5 separate regions of the Mus musculus genome follow, and regions 1, 2, 3 and 5 are each linked to region 4. A link is a contact called in public Hi-C, HiChIP or PLAC-seq and promoter capture Hi-C data. All regions are on one chromosome and are shown on one strand. The core of a region is the stretch at or near the end of the contact, and the rest is flanking DNA. Distances in the headings are between cores, read along the strand shown. Region 1 has its middle 18 kb from the start of Klrb1a. Region 2 holds the start of Rhno1 (RAD9-HUS1-RAD1 interacting nuclear orphan 1). Region 3 has its middle 4.2 kb from the start of Gm34617. Region 4 holds the start of Clec2d (C-type lectin domain family 2, member d). Region 5 holds the start of Itfg2 (integrin alpha FG-GAP repeat containing 2).

Evidence for each region. Promoter capture Hi-C pulls out the DNA fragments that hold promoters and counts their contacts. A called contact is a pair of places that touch in the nucleus more often than the background predicts. HiChIP or PLAC-seq counts read pairs in DNA pulled down with a chosen protein or histone mark.
Region 1: an H3K4me3 HiChIP or PLAC-seq map of pro-B cells shows a contact between it and region 4, with 2.8 times the contacts expected there. The contact joins the enhancer-like site here to the promoter of Clec2d in region 4. A contact is called at or near these places in 3 of 39 promoter capture datasets (the C10 cell line, pre-B cells and stem cell-derived epiblast-like cells) and 2 of 115 datasets of contacts at active chromatin or transcription factors (embryonic stem cells and pro-B cells).
Region 2: a FOXA1 HiChIP or PLAC-seq map of pancreatic cancer cells shows a contact between it and region 4. The contact joins the promoter of Rhno1 here to the promoter of Clec2d in region 4. A contact is called at or near these places in 2 of 39 promoter capture datasets (both in the 3T3-L1 cell line) and 2 of 115 datasets of contacts at active chromatin or transcription factors (memory CD8 T cells and pancreatic cancer cells).
Region 3: a Hi-C map of trophoblast stem cells shows a contact between it and region 4, with 6 times the contacts expected there. The contact joins the enhancer-like site here to the promoter of Clec2d in region 4. A contact is called at or near these places in 6 of 39 promoter capture datasets (cranial neural crest, embryonic stem cells, hippocampal neurons and 2 more), 1 of 484 Hi-C or Micro-C datasets (trophoblast stem cells) and 1 of 9 other capture datasets (liver).
Region 5: a contact with region 4 is called in a promoter capture Hi-C map of 3T3-L1-derived adipocytes, with 4 times the contacts expected there. The contact joins the promoter of Itfg2 here to the promoter of Clec2d in region 4. A contact is called at or near these places in 6 of 39 promoter capture datasets (the 3T3-L1 cell line, 3T3-L1-derived adipocytes, hippocampal neurons and 3 more) and 1 of 115 datasets of contacts at active chromatin or transcription factors (memory CD8 T cells).

Annotation. Positions count from the first base shown.
Region 1 is chr6:128,603,373-128,606,072 of GRCm38.p6, reverse strand. No RefSeq gene overlaps it. Among named protein-coding and RNA genes, the nearest start is that of Klrb1a, 18 kb to the left of the region's middle. Within about 2 kb of position 1,397, at least 4 of the 459 cell types and tissues checked have an H3K27ac peak or open chromatin away from gene starts, as enhancers often do. A contact at or near this core is called in pro-B cells, where this site is marked.
Region 2 is chr6:128,361,536-128,364,235 of GRCm38.p6, reverse strand. It overlaps Rhno1 (RAD9-HUS1-RAD1 interacting nuclear orphan 1), which reads left to right and starts at 1,325. Exons shown (of 3, transcript NM_001326585.1): 1 at 1,325-1,397. Foxm1 (forkhead box M1) reads right to left here and starts at 1,242. Exons shown (of 8, transcript NM_008021.4): 1 at 1,119-1,242.
Region 3 is chr6:128,651,870-128,654,580 of GRCm38.p6, reverse strand. No RefSeq gene overlaps it. Among named protein-coding and RNA genes, the nearest start is that of Gm34617, 4.2 kb to the left of the region's middle. Within about 2 kb of position 1,365, at least 7 of the 459 cell types and tissues checked have an H3K27ac peak or open chromatin away from gene starts, as enhancers often do. A contact at or near this core is called in trophoblast stem cells, where this site is marked.
Region 4 is chr6:129,179,121-129,181,995 of GRCm38.p6, reverse strand. It overlaps Clec2d (C-type lectin domain family 2, member d), which reads right to left and starts at 1,381. Exons shown (of 5, transcript NM_053109.3): 1 at 1,249-1,381. The coding sequence starts at 1,315.
Region 5 is chr6:128,423,515-128,426,247 of GRCm38.p6, reverse strand. Itfg2 (integrin alpha FG-GAP repeat containing 2) reads left to right here and starts at 1,338. Exons shown (of 12, transcript NM_133927.1): 1 at 1,338-1,530. The coding sequence starts at 1,435.

The sequences.
Region 1 (2,700 bases), core at 148-2,647, 580 kb after region 4:
GTGCACAGTGTAATTTTCCTCAGAGGGCCAGTCTATTTCCTCTTCCAACAAGAAAATAGGCAACATTTCAATCTTGCCAGTTAACTTCTCCCCCACCATTGTGGTCTCTTTATTCTTAATCTGTTAATTTATCCAGCCTCCATGGTAGGAGCTGTCATTGCTGACCAAGGCAGGAGACTCAGAAGCAGGAGACATACTTGGCCCCAAACAGCTGGCTTCCAGGCATTTGATAGTTTCATTGAATTCTAAATTTGGATGTCAGCATCCATGCAGAGTCTCTCAGTTTCCTGTAATGCTACTTCCAGTGGGTCTGACATGCTCTCCTGGCCTCTGTGAGCACTACACACACACTCACACATACACACACACACACACACACACACACACACACACACACTCACACACACACACACACTCATACACACTTACACATACATACACACACACACATACCAAATCTTTACAAAAGACACAAAAGTGTATGTATTTCTCAGGTACTATGTTTACATATATACTATACTATGTGTATACATATACTATGTGTATATACACATTGGATAATGTCTGAAACTGGGTACACAAAGCTAACTTCTTGAACCTTTATCATTTCTTATGATGAAAGCATTAAATCGTTCTTTTCGCTTCCCTCCCCCTTTTAAGTACTTTATCATTTGATCTATAGTTACTCTAACTGTGCAATAGCACAGGGGAACTTTATACTCCTGGCCAATGGTAACTTAGTTCTCACCAATCCAAAGCTCTTTTCTTTAGAAGCAACTTCTGTTCTGCAAATAGCGACACTGCACAAAAAAATTTCATAGTATCTATAACTGCATATATGTCTAAAAAATTTTTTTTTACTTTTTGAAGTAGGGTTTCTGTGTGTTAGTCCTGGCTGTCCTGGAATTTTCTCTGTAGACCAGGCTGGCCTCTTACTCACAGAAATCTGCCTGCCTTTGCCTCTCAAGCGCTGGGATTAAAGGTGTGCACCACCACCACCCAGCCACCCAGTACAAATTTTGAATATTTTGATTTAACTCGCTCTTGCTCTCACTCTGTAACCAAAAGGGAAATGGTAATTCTTCCAACCAGAAGAAAAGCAACCCCAAATCTTCAAAACCAGTTCCTTCATTTTCTCCTCTCAAAGCTTGTGTCTTGGTGAAGTCACAAAATTAATCAGCAGGAGAGCTGGAACTTGAACCCAGATCTCTCCAAAGCTACCAACTGTTGCTTCTTAGACTTCCAGATGAACTGCAAATTAACTGGTCATTTGAGGACTTTCTCGTGGCGCACTGCCTTCTGGGGCAACTTCGCTTGGTTCCCTTCCTAGATCAGGCAAACCAGGGTAGATGTTAGTTACATTAGAAAGCATTTGCTTCTGCATTCACAGAATTTCAAAAGTGAGTCTATCGCCACCTTGTGTCCATAATATACAACTGCAACGTTGAAAGTATAGCACTTAGGGGGACTTTTCACATTTACCTAAAGGATGGGGAATGCTCTGTGTACACTGATATCTCTCAACCCAGGACCAATCATCATTATTGTTTTTTATTTCAAATGTACCTCATCCCTCTCTTGACTCCTCTTTTCTGAATGACTTGATAGTTGCAGGAAAAAACTAAGAAATAAAAAAATAAAATAAAATAAAAACCTAGCCGGGCAGTGGTGGCGCACACCATTAATCCCAGCACTTGGGAGGCAGAGGCAGGCAGATTTCTGAGTTCGAGGCCAGCCTGGTCTACAAAGTGAGTTTCAAGACAGCCAGGGCTATACAGAGAAACCCTGTCTCGAAAAGCCAAAATAAATAAATACAACCTAACATTCTAAGATCGGTCCTATATCTGAATTTTCTAAATTTTGCTAAACTATCATTAATATATTTTAGATCCTCCCTTCTCAATCCAGAGTTCAGCCCCAGTTTAGCGTTTACCATTGGTTGTAGACACTTTGGTCTCTTTTAATAAAGAGCAATCCATCCTTTTCTCTCCCACTGGCATCCATTGAAGAGTCCAGGACCAGCGTTCTGGGTGTGTGTGACCGAACATTTTATCCTTATTTCAGTTCCAGTGTTAAAAATTTGACTTCCAAGTTCTTTGACATTTTCCACGGGAAATGTGTACAGAGGGTGACCTCTCCCTTTCAGTCTGGTGACATAGAGGAGGATATCATTTAATCCATGGTTATTTGTTTGTTTGTTGTTTTTTGTTTGTTTGTTTTTTCGAGACAGGGTTTCTCTGTATAGCCCTGGCTGTCCTGGAATTCACTTTGTAGACCAGGCTGGCCTCGAACTCAGAAATCCGCCTGCCTCTGCCTCCCAAGTGCTGGGATTAATGGCGTGTGCCAACCACGCCCAGCCTTAGTCCATGTTTTGTTTTCAAACCTAAACTGTTAACAAATAGAATGAAATTAGTAGTATTTGAAGGGATGTACAAGTGACCTGTGTAAAGGCCAATAACTGTCTAATAAAGGTTAAACACTGGGAGCTTTTCTCAAGCAGAGTCAAGCACTCTGTAGGCAACAGTAATAGGTAGTGACGTGTGAAGAAAGGTAAGGCATGAGAATCTTTTAATACAGCTGTCACTCCTGAAGAATACCGTCTAAAATCCTAGAAGTGAACCTTTTGTGAACAAGTCATGTGAAAATCTACTATTTTATGAGCTACTTAAAAATATACATTAGTAAACAGCTTAAAATGGA
Region 2 (2,700 bases), core at 76-2,575, 820 kb after region 4:
TTGCACAATGATATTTTGGTACCTGAAAGTAACTATATTTTAGTGGGATTTTTTTGTTTTTTGTTTTGTTTTGTTTTGTTTTTGAGACAGGGTTTCTCTGTGTAGCCCTGGTTGGTCTGCAACTCAGAAATCTGCCTGCCTCTGCCTCCCAAGTGCTGGGATTAAAGGCATGCGCCACCACTGCCTGGCAATATTTTAGTTTTGTGAGTATAATACTCTATATACCTTGATCTTCTGCTTCAAAAGTAAGATTGTAATACTGATCTCCTTCATACTAAGATGTGCCATCATTAATAAGCTTAAGGTGGCTTTTATATTTGAGACAGAATCGCCTGTAGTCCAGGCTGGCTTTGAACTGCTGAGCCTCTGGCCTCTAATTTTCTAGTTGCTGAGATTACAGTCACTCACCACTATGCCTGGCTATGCTAAAGTGGTTTTGAAACGCTAAGGAAGGAAGTCTTTAGAAAAAGCATTCCTATGGATTTTTTTATAGGTAGATAGAATAATTTATCATTAAGTTAAATCCTGTCACTTTTGCAATCCTGTGAGAAACAGAGAAAGCAGCTGTCGCTTTAGGACACCTGCCAAAGAAGGGATTACACTCTTTTGACGTTTGCCAGCTGCTTAAGAGTTCTCAGGTCCCTTCCACCCTGCAGCTCTCTTCATACTCCGTTCTCTCGACCTTCAAATCTCAGTTTTCGTTTTCCTTCCCATTGCACCCCACCCCAATCAGATGTTAGACACCCCCCCCCACCACCACAGGGGCTCTCTTTGACCAGCCTTTCCCTAACACTCCCAATATCTTCTAGCGGAAGGAGACTTGCAGAGCCACCCCACGACCCCATTATTCTCCACACTCAACAGGGAACCTTGCAACCAACACTCAGCCAGGATCCCGCCCTGCAGCGGTGGAGGCGGAGGCAGGGTTGACTGCAAATGCAGACTCCGAGGGCAGGCCTGTTCCCAGGGTCCGGGGATGCTCGGAGAACACGGCGGCGGCAAGGCCGAGGCCGGAGGCTCAGACCTTCTTCCCGGCGGTGCCCAACACCCCCTCGCGCCCCACAGCCCCGGCAGTGCCGACTCCGAGCCCTCCCTGGACCCGGCCGCACCCCACTCACCTCACAGGCCGCGTCTGCTCCACGCGGGGCCGAGCCGGGCCCGGGCGGCGGGTCCCGGCGGGACGGCCGGGGTGGGAGCCCGGGGCGGGGTGACGGGGGAGCCCGGGCCGGGGGTGGGTCCCGCAGCGCCGCTTTCAGTTGTTCCGCTGTTTGAAATTGGCGCCGGCGGAGCGTTGCGGTCACGTGACGGAGCGTCGCCAATCGGCACCGGCTTGTCTCCGGGTTCCGGCCCCGAACGCTCGGTGTCCTGAGGAGCGGCGGCCGCGGCCGGGAGGGCGGGTAAGGCGGCCCCGGCGGGGCTCGAGGGGCGGCGGGAGGGACGCGGGGACGCGCGGACGGCGGCCAGCAGCCTGCTCCGCCCCGCCCCGGACCGCCCTGCCTCAGTGGTCGACTTCCTTCCGGGACAGCGTACGCCACTTCCCCGGGCTGGCTACCCACTCGGTTACCCCTGGGTCCCCCGCCCCGCTCAGTCCACGCGGCTCCGTGGGGTCCGGCTTGGGTTTCTGGCCCTAGACTTGCGGTTACGTGGCTCCGCCCCGCTCCGGTCTGTGGCCGCCTCCTCCCGGGCCCCAGCCCCCGAGGTGTCCGGACGATCGTTTATTCCCTCGAAGTACTTTACGATAAGAGCGGAGGATACAGCGGCGGACCCGGGCGTCCTCCCCCTGGCCTCAGCGTCTGATGGCGAGGGAGCACAGAATGAGATGAACAGATCGGTAGAATTCTAGCTACAGAGGAACAAGTTAGAGGCCGGTGGGTTTTGTCTGACACAAGGTTGTGTAGAATTCTGGATCCTCGTGTTTCCGCCTTCGGAGTAGCCGGGGTCACTGGCTCGCCCTCCCGCAGCCTCCTGTGATAACTTTGTTTATTTTAATGAGATCTTGACTTAGGACAGTAAAGCCGTTCTTTCTTTCTTTCCTTTTTTTTTTTTTAAAGGAGCTGAGAACGCGGTGTAAGATCTGTTACCCATTACACAGAAGAGAGGGAAACCCTGAAGTAAATAGAGAAGGGAGAGCTGCTTTGACCGGGAGGAGGCCTGCTGAATACAAAGGCCTAAGATGTAGTGAGTGTGGTATGCTATGAGACAGGAGGCAGGGTCTTCGCCTTTCTGAATTTTGTTCTTATTTAATATTTGAAGGAACCCGGTTAGAAGTTGTAAGCAGCTAGGTATGTGGCACGTACCAATAATCCTGGTGTGAGACAAAAGGGCCTCACATTAGTCTAGTCTGGGCTACATAATAAGACTGTGTTTGAAGAGTGAGCAGAGTGTGGTGGTGCACACCTTTAATTCCAGCACCCAGGAGGCAGAGGCAGGCAGATCTCTGAATTCCAGGCCAGCCAGGTCTACATTGCCAGCCCCAGGCTAGCCAAGGCTACATAACAAGACTCTATCTCAAAGATTAATAAAAATAGGCAAAGGCTGAGCAGAAACGAGCCAAAACCTGACTTCGATTTTGTTTGGGTAAGAGATTATATAGCTAAAACTGAGATGGGATGTGGCCCTATTTCCTATTTCATGGATTGTGGATTGATTGACTAAAAGCAAACTGAGCCGGAGAATTCACCTGCTTCCTGTCTGCTAAGG
Region 3 (2,711 bases), core at 116-2,615, 530 kb after region 4:
AGGAACGACTTCCAGCTCCTATTTTAGCCACAAGTCGTGGTGTTACTAATGACATAATTCTTGCTTAGGCTTTGCTAAATCTGAGGTTGATAATTCTCCTTTAGGAGCCGCACAGCACTCAGAACTGTGCATACTGGTTTGTGATCGTACAAATTCAGTATGGGCATCGCTTGGTGCAGAGAGCTACTGCAGGGGAAGGTCCAGCTTGACCATTTCTGAGTTTCCTGTGAGATAAACCCGGTTTGAAAGAGGTTGGTATCAAATTTTGGCTAAAAATCAAAAATATTTTTCGGCTCTGCCTCCCCTCCCCAAAAGATACCGAGAGCCACAAGTGTGGGTCTTAACAGTACCCACGGGAGGAATCGGGTCAATGTCCACCCAAGCCAAGGTTAAAAGCCCACTCATCTACGGATGAGAAAATCATTTGATCACCTCAATTAAGTGTTGCCTTATTTAACTTAATTAATAGGGGGGAGAGAGATTGGAGACCGTACTATTGAAAGGGCAAGCCCTTCACTGCCTCCCACCCAAATAAAAAAGCCAATTGGCCTTGTACTACAGAGCCGGTCGAACCCCTTCTCCCTGTTTCCCACCTATCATCCAAAAATGCGGAGGAATATCAACTTAGTGTTATTCTTATTATAGTGTATTTCAAAATTGTTCAGTCAAACTTAGCCAGAGTTCCAACGCCCTACTTAAAATTCCACTAGAAAGTTACCTACTCAGTACTAATTAGCATTATACAGTCACAGCCTGCAGCTCCAGGCTTTTCAGTTAGTTGTTTACTAAGATAAGAAAGGACAGTCTAGCCAGATACAGTTTACCATTAAAAAAGTTAAAGAATCCCAGAAAAGCAGGTTTTTTCTTTAGCCCTAGATTCCAGGCAGAACTATTGAGCATAGATAATTTCCCCCCCCCCCCTCAGGCCAGCTTTTTCTTTTTTTAAATTTTGTTAATAAAAGGGAGGAAATGTAGTCTCCCCTCCCCCAGCCTGAAACCTGCTTGCTCAGGGGTGGAGCTTCCTGCTCGTTCGTTCTGCCACGCCCACTGCTGGAACCTGCGGAGCCACACACGTGCACCTTTCTACTGGACCAGAGATTATTCAGCGGGAATCGGGTCCCCTCCCCCTTCCTTCATAACTGAGTGTCGCAACAGTAAAATTGGAGCTTTGATCAGAGTAACTGTCTTGGCTACATTTCTTTCTCTCGCCACCTAGCCCCTCTCCTCTTCCAGGTTTCCAAAATGCCTTTCCAGGCTAGAACCCAGGCTGTGGTCTGCTGGCCAGACACAACACTTAAAGCATTTACATACTGATTCCATTCCAAATATTTAGCATGAATGTGGCATCTGGGGTAGATATCTGCTATCACCACTTAAAAATCTTTCCTTGCTGATAATGGCCCTTGTATGATGTATACAGCCCTGCTGTTGGCCACCAAGGGCTCTAAAACCACAGGAAGCTATTTCAGAACTGCAAGCCTGAGAAGTTTCAGTCCTCTGTTTGCATGGTTGTCCCTGTTCACAGAAGTAGAGACTCCAGGGGCAGTGAGAATCTCCCCTAAGGTCTTGTCATCAATGAGCACTGGGAACAGCTCTTGAATGCAAGCACAGCCATTTTGAACAGACCCATTTCACGGTAATGGTAAAACACAGAGCCAGTTGCCTCCATAGTAAAAGACCGCAATTTCCTAAGTAGTGCATTTCCTCCCACTTTTATACATGTGTAAAATACTTCAAGAGAGCTTTGATAATCACCCTTGTGAGGCTACCCACTGCTGCAGTTCATTTGAACATGGCAGCAAGCATTGTACACACATTCCAGGGTTCAACATGGATGAGTGTCAGAAGTGTGGTGATCAAATCAAGCCCTAAGGTTTGCACAAGTCCCTAGGTGCAAAACTGGTGCATGGGATTCCAGTGGACTCTGCATCTGATTCATATCATAAATAAGTGGTGAAGAGGAGTGAGATATGATTGAAGACGTGAGTGCAATGGCAGACTCTGCAGAATATATATATATATATATATATATATATATATATTTAGGGTTTCCAGCCAAGGAAATGAAATACATGGCTTCCTGCGTGACAATGGGATCAGCAGTAGCAGAAACTACACAGAAAGGAAGTGGATTTGTAGCAAATCCAGTAACTACACCTTACTGTGCTAGCAGTTTTGTGTCCTGGCTATGTCATAGCAATCATGAGCAACACATAACAACTTATTTATTGTTGCTGCCTCATTAACGACCTGCTAAAATCATTATCACAATCAGTGCATAATGCATGGTTGCATCAAAGATGACAACAACTCTCTCTGAGGACTATTCATATGTGTGCTTGAGACAGGGGTGGGGTGGGAGATATACAGAGGATCAGGAAATTGAATAGAGGTGTGTAGCAATGGGGGATGGGGAACTAGGGGTAGTCAACAGAAAGTCCCAGATGCCAGGAAAGCAAGAGGCTACCAGGACCCCACAGGAATGATATTAGCTGAAATACCCAACAAAGGGGAAGGAGACCTGTAGAGGCCATATCTACAGGTTAGACATGGCCCCTAGTTGAGGGATGGGGCCACCTATCCTTCTCAAATTTTAACCCAGAATTGCTCCTGTCTGAAGGAAATATAGGGACAAAGAATGGAGCAGAGACTGAAGGAAAGGCCACCCAGAGACTGCCCCACCTGGGGATTGATCCATCCCATATGCAATC
Region 4 (2,875 bases), core at 132-2,631:
CTTACTTAAAAACTGTTTCAATGATAAAACAAGCTACTGCTTCAAAGGAGTGAAGTTGTGTAATGCCTGCAGCTAGTTATACAACAGCTGCACTTGAGACAGGAGCTCCACATTCACAAGACAGGCTTCAAAATGCCTGCAGCTAGCTATGCAACAGCTGCACTTGAGACAGAAGCTCCACATTCTCAGGAAATGTTTCCAATGGCTAAATATTTGTGTATTTGATTTTAAAAAGTCAACCCTGCTGAGGCAGAGGGAGCAGGAGTTCCAGGCCAGCTTGGGGTAAAGTATGAGACTTTGCCAAAGAATCAATCAATCAATCAATCAGTCAGTCAGTCATCATCATCCTCAGTAATAATAATTTATTATAATTTATTATTATTATTATTATTATTATTATTTCAGAATACTTGGTTTAAGTGATAAACATTAGCATTTGTTGGGAATTTTGTATTTTGATAGATGTCAATCTTACTTTCTCAAAATTCAGTAGTCTTTCCACAAATTAAAAAAAAAAAAATTAATGTGAAGAAACAGGAATGAGGGGGAAAAGGAAAATAAAGGAACACAATATAATGGAGCATAGACAGTTTGAAACACAAGAAACACAATTTTGCTTCCTTTCTGAAGAATTAAGTAGGAAACCCCATTATATTCTTTTTCTGTAACTTATCAAGAGCTCAAAACAGAAAGGATTTGGTCCTGAGTAGGTTCAGCGCCCCCCACCCCCACCCCACCCCAAGCCACCCCCTTACAATTCTATTTTAATTACAATGGATCTGCAAAACACAAGCTCCAAGCTTCCCAGGCAACTTCTGCCACTATGCACATTGCAAAGCTGTTGTCTGAGTTTCCTTCACTCAGGGACTTAAAGCAAACGTTTACTACAGCAATTTGATGTAATCCACCAGACTGTAACTTACCAGATCCCTGGGAAGAGTGGACTAGCAAGCTAAGTACAAAGCGAGAACGCTGTGGCTACAGCTCTGGCAGTTAGAAGGTGACTCGCTGCTCATTTCTCTTGCCTGAGAACTATTCGAGTATTGTATGCTCCGATAGAATAACTAATGTAACAACCTCATAGCTAATCCCGACTGCATTCTCCTGCTCTGCAGACCCACAGTGACGGGCTCACAGACGCCCTTCTGTTCTTAATCTTTTGTTCAAGGTTCAACTCTTTTGCCTTCCTGCCCTGTTTGAAACTCCTCTCTGCCCCTCCCATTGGTTCAAATACTATTGAATACTTACCCACTTCTACCTCCTGCGGGCTGCCTGTGGGACTAAGCATAGGTAGGGAAGCCTTTGTGACACACATCTCAGAGCTGAGGAGCTGAGTTTCCACTACAGGATTGAAACTTGAAAGCTGAGAGGCACAAATACGTGGGGAGGTTTCAGTATTTAGCTAATCCTGTAGCTCCTCCTTTCTGTACATACACACACGCTTGGTTGGCTCAGGGCCTAACAAAATCTCATTGGGAAACGCATTTCAAGGTCAGGAGCCACACTGGCGCCATCTGGAGACTGACTTTCCTGTTTGCTTCTGGTTTACTTTGTGTTTCGTTTCTCTTTCAGCACACTCTGATTTAGAAACATAATTCAAGCTGACCTTACTGAGGTCACAGGGATTTTCTTTTTTTTTTTTTTTTAATATTTTTTATTAGGTATTTTCCTCATTTACATTTCCAATGCTATTCCAAAAGTCCCCCATACCCTCCCCCCCCCACTCCCCTGCCCACCCATTCCCACTTTTGGCCCTGGCGTTCTCCTGTACTGGGGCATATAAAGTTTGCAAGTCCAATGGGCCTCTCTTTACAGTGATGGCCGACTAGGCCATCTTTTGATACATATGCAGCTAGAGTCAAGAGCTCTGGGGTACTGGTTAGTTCATAATGATGTTCCACCTATAGGGTTGCAGATCCCTTTAGCTCCCTGGGTACTTTCTCTAGCTCCTTCATTGGGGACTTTGTGCTCTGTCCAATGAATGACTGTGAGCATCTACTTCTGTATCTGCCAGGCACTGACAAAGGCCCTCAGGAGACAGCTATAGCAGGCTCTTGTTGGCATCTGCCTAGTGTCTGGGTTTGGTGGTTGTTTATGGAATGGATCCCCAAGTGGGGCAGTCTCTGGCAGTCTCTTCCTTCAGGCTCTGCTCCAAACTTTGTCTCTGTAACTCCTTCCATGGGTATTTTGTTCCCCCTTCTAAAAAGGATTCTGAGCTTCTGGGCTAATGTCCACTTACCAGTGAGTGCATATCATGTGTGTTCTTTCCTGATTGGGTTACCTTACTCAAGATGATATCCTCCAGATCCATCCATTTGTCTAAGAATTTCATGAATTCATTGTTTTTAACAGCTTTGAACCTCTTACCCTTTCTTATCACAGGCCTGCAACAGTTCTGGGAAACAGAGAACCCTGGGGAGATCAAAAAAACCAAACAGATTTTACTGCGTAATAAATATTTATATCCAATAGTCACATTCAACTATTTGAAACACTGGAGAGTTACCCATTTGGCCCATTAAAAAACTACTTTATTTCTTGAGCGGGGCATATCTATGCCACAGCATATGTGTAGGAGTCTGTCCTCTCCTGCTGCCCTGTTCTCCTGTGATCCAGGCCAGATGGTCAGGATTATGTGGCAAGAGCTTTTAAGCCCTGAGTCCATCTCCTTTGAAAAAATACAACTGTAACTTACTTATTAATTTGTCTTGGTTAAAGTTTTGAAAGAAAGCTGTCAACTCTTTTTTTTATTACATATTTTCCTCAATTATATTTCCAATGCTAGCCCAAAAGTCCCCCACACCCTGCCCCCCACTTTCCTACCCACCCATTCCCATTTTTTTGGCCCTGGCATTCCCCTGTACTGGGGCATATA
Region 5 (2,733 bases), core at 89-2,588, 760 kb after region 4:
GATTAGCTTGCACATGTAAAACTAAAGGGTTTTCCTCCTTAAGAGAGTCTCAGTGTGTTTCAGGCTGGCCTCAGACTGCATGTGATTGACAATAATCCTGAACTGCTGCCTCTGCGTCCCTAGCGCCAGGACTACAGGAATTTCTATCGAGTGTCTTTTGTTTTTATTGACTTTTTGTTGGAGATGGGGTCTCATGTAACCAAAGCTGACATAGAATTACACAGCCAAGGCTGATACTGATCTCTTGATCCTCCTGCCTCTGCCTCCCAGGTGCTAGAATTACAGGCGAGCACTACCACATGTAGTTTAACTAACACTCCTGTTGCCTTGATCACATCTCAGAAGAAAGGCAGAACCTGGTTTATCAGGGAAAGTATCCCAAGCAGCCCCAGTCATGAGAATAATGGCCCCACCTAAACTAGAGTAAGGCCACTAGAAACAGGTCTCTTTGTGCTGGGGTGGGGCTACATCATGCCTCGGGTCCAGAATCCCAGCAGCCTTCACTTCCATGGGAACTGCAATAGTGACAAAAGAGCTCTAACATTTTACATCAGACATCTTGGTTTGAATCTCACGTCTACCACTTTCTGCAAAGTTACTCAATCTTGATGAACATGGTTTCCTCACCTGAAGAAACAATAAAGCTTACATAATTTTGCTGATTAAATAATACATGTAAGGTGTGCTTTGCAATAGGTATTTTTCAAACTGCTGCCCATAAAGTACACAGCATAATTTTTTCATTATAATCCAGGGTATATATATATATATATATATATCCCCAAAACAAGGCTTTAACAAAATAACACGATTTACTACTTAGATCTTTTTCTCTTTGTCTGTTTTCATATTTTTAAAATCTTTGTGGTGGCTCTCCTGCTACATGTGTATGTGTGCATCACCTAGGTGCCTGGGAAGCCAGAAGAGGTTGTCTGGCGTCGGACTTCTTAGAACTGGAATTACAGATGGATGGGTGCGAGCACCATGTCGGGGCTAGGAATCTTCCCAGGGTCCTCTACAAGAGCAAGCAGCCAGTGCTCTTAATTGCTGAGCTCTATTTTTGGCCCCTTAAGTTTTGTTTTTGTTTTTTTTTTAACGTGGGTTGTAATCCACTACATTGCGTTGACAACTCCATTAGGGAATTTCATAAAAATTGTTGGAAAACAAAGCTGTTAATTATGACGGCTATTACTATGACCCGAGGGATGGTCTGAATCCCCCTCAGAGAAAAAGGTCAAGCCCCAGGTATCAAGTCAGCTCCTGGCACGGAAGGCCCGCCTCCTCCCCTAAGGTTAGGGGAAGAAAGCCGGAACTCAAGGCTTAAGCGGTGACGTAGACTTCCGGTTCGGTGGCCTGACACGCGTGCACGGCTGTCCTGAGGGCTCGGGGGTCGTTTTGGTGCAGTGGCCCGGCACCTCAGCCCTCCAGAGTGCCATGAGGTCGGTTAGTTATGTGCAGCGCGTGGCGCTGGATTTCAGCGGGAGTCTCTTCCCGCACGCCATCTGCCTCGGAGACGTGGATAACGACGCGGTGAGTGCATGCGCACTGCAAACCACTGCATTTGGGCGGAGCGAGATGGGGGTGGTGGGAACGACACGATGGCGTGTTGTGCGCTTGCGCACTGGAGTCAACATGGCGTGCGGAACAGAAAATTTTGATTGACAGTATCGCTCTGAGACCGTCACTGCAGGAGGCTTAGTTGGGCCAGAGCCTCTAGTAGTTATTTTTTGTTTTAGCTTTAAAATTTATGTGTAGAGTGTTTTGCTTGCATGTGTGTCTGTGTACCGTGTGTGAGCAGTGCCCGTAAAAGCCAGAAGAGGAACGCTGGGTCCCCTAGAACTGGCGTTAGAGACATTTGTGAGCTGCCACTGCTGGGGATTAAACCCCATTCCTCTGGAAGAGCTAATGTCCTATCGCTGAGTCATCACTCCAGCCATATTTTATTTTTTTATCATTAATTTTAAGAAGACAGGTTGTTGGTTCTCTTGCACAGTTCAGTGATTGTCAGGATAGGAGGTTGTAAAAGCCTGTTTCCCGCGTTATTTCCTTTCGTAGCCGCAATTCCCTTGCAAAACATCTTTACATTTCAAAGCCCATTTTTTAACCTGTAAATTGCATTTAATAATATCCCTCTACCTATAGCTTTCCCTCCCCCCCCCCCCATTCCCCATGCTACCATGCTTGCCCACACTCTTGGCTGCTATTGCCACACTGTTGTATTGCTCCTACACTGGAATTAACCGGTAGATATCTCTGCTGCCTCCAACCTACCGCAGATACCCCATAATCAGTGTGGACCATGCGAGGCTTCTACTGTGCCTACCCAGAATTGACTCAGGTGTCTGGCGACTTTGTAGTGTTACCTCTTCGTTGAAATACAAAAGCAATTTCTACCTACTTTTTTTCTTTCCTAGGCAGTTGATGCTTTTCTCGTCATTTAAATAAATAAATGCACATTAAGCAGGTAGAACGATGACAGGCACACAGTTAAGGCTCTGGAACTGTTAGTGTTAACAGTATTAGCAGCCCCACCCCACCCCCGCCGCCAGGCCTACCATAGGAAATATTAAAAAAAAAAAAAAATGGGACTGTACCTAGTATGTTCAGATTTCTTTCTTTCTTTCTTTCTTTCTTTTTTTTTTTTTTTTTTTTTTTGGTTTTTTCGAGACAGGGTTTCTCTGTATGGCCCTGGCTGTCCTGGAACTCACTTTGTAGACCAGGCTGGCCTCGAAC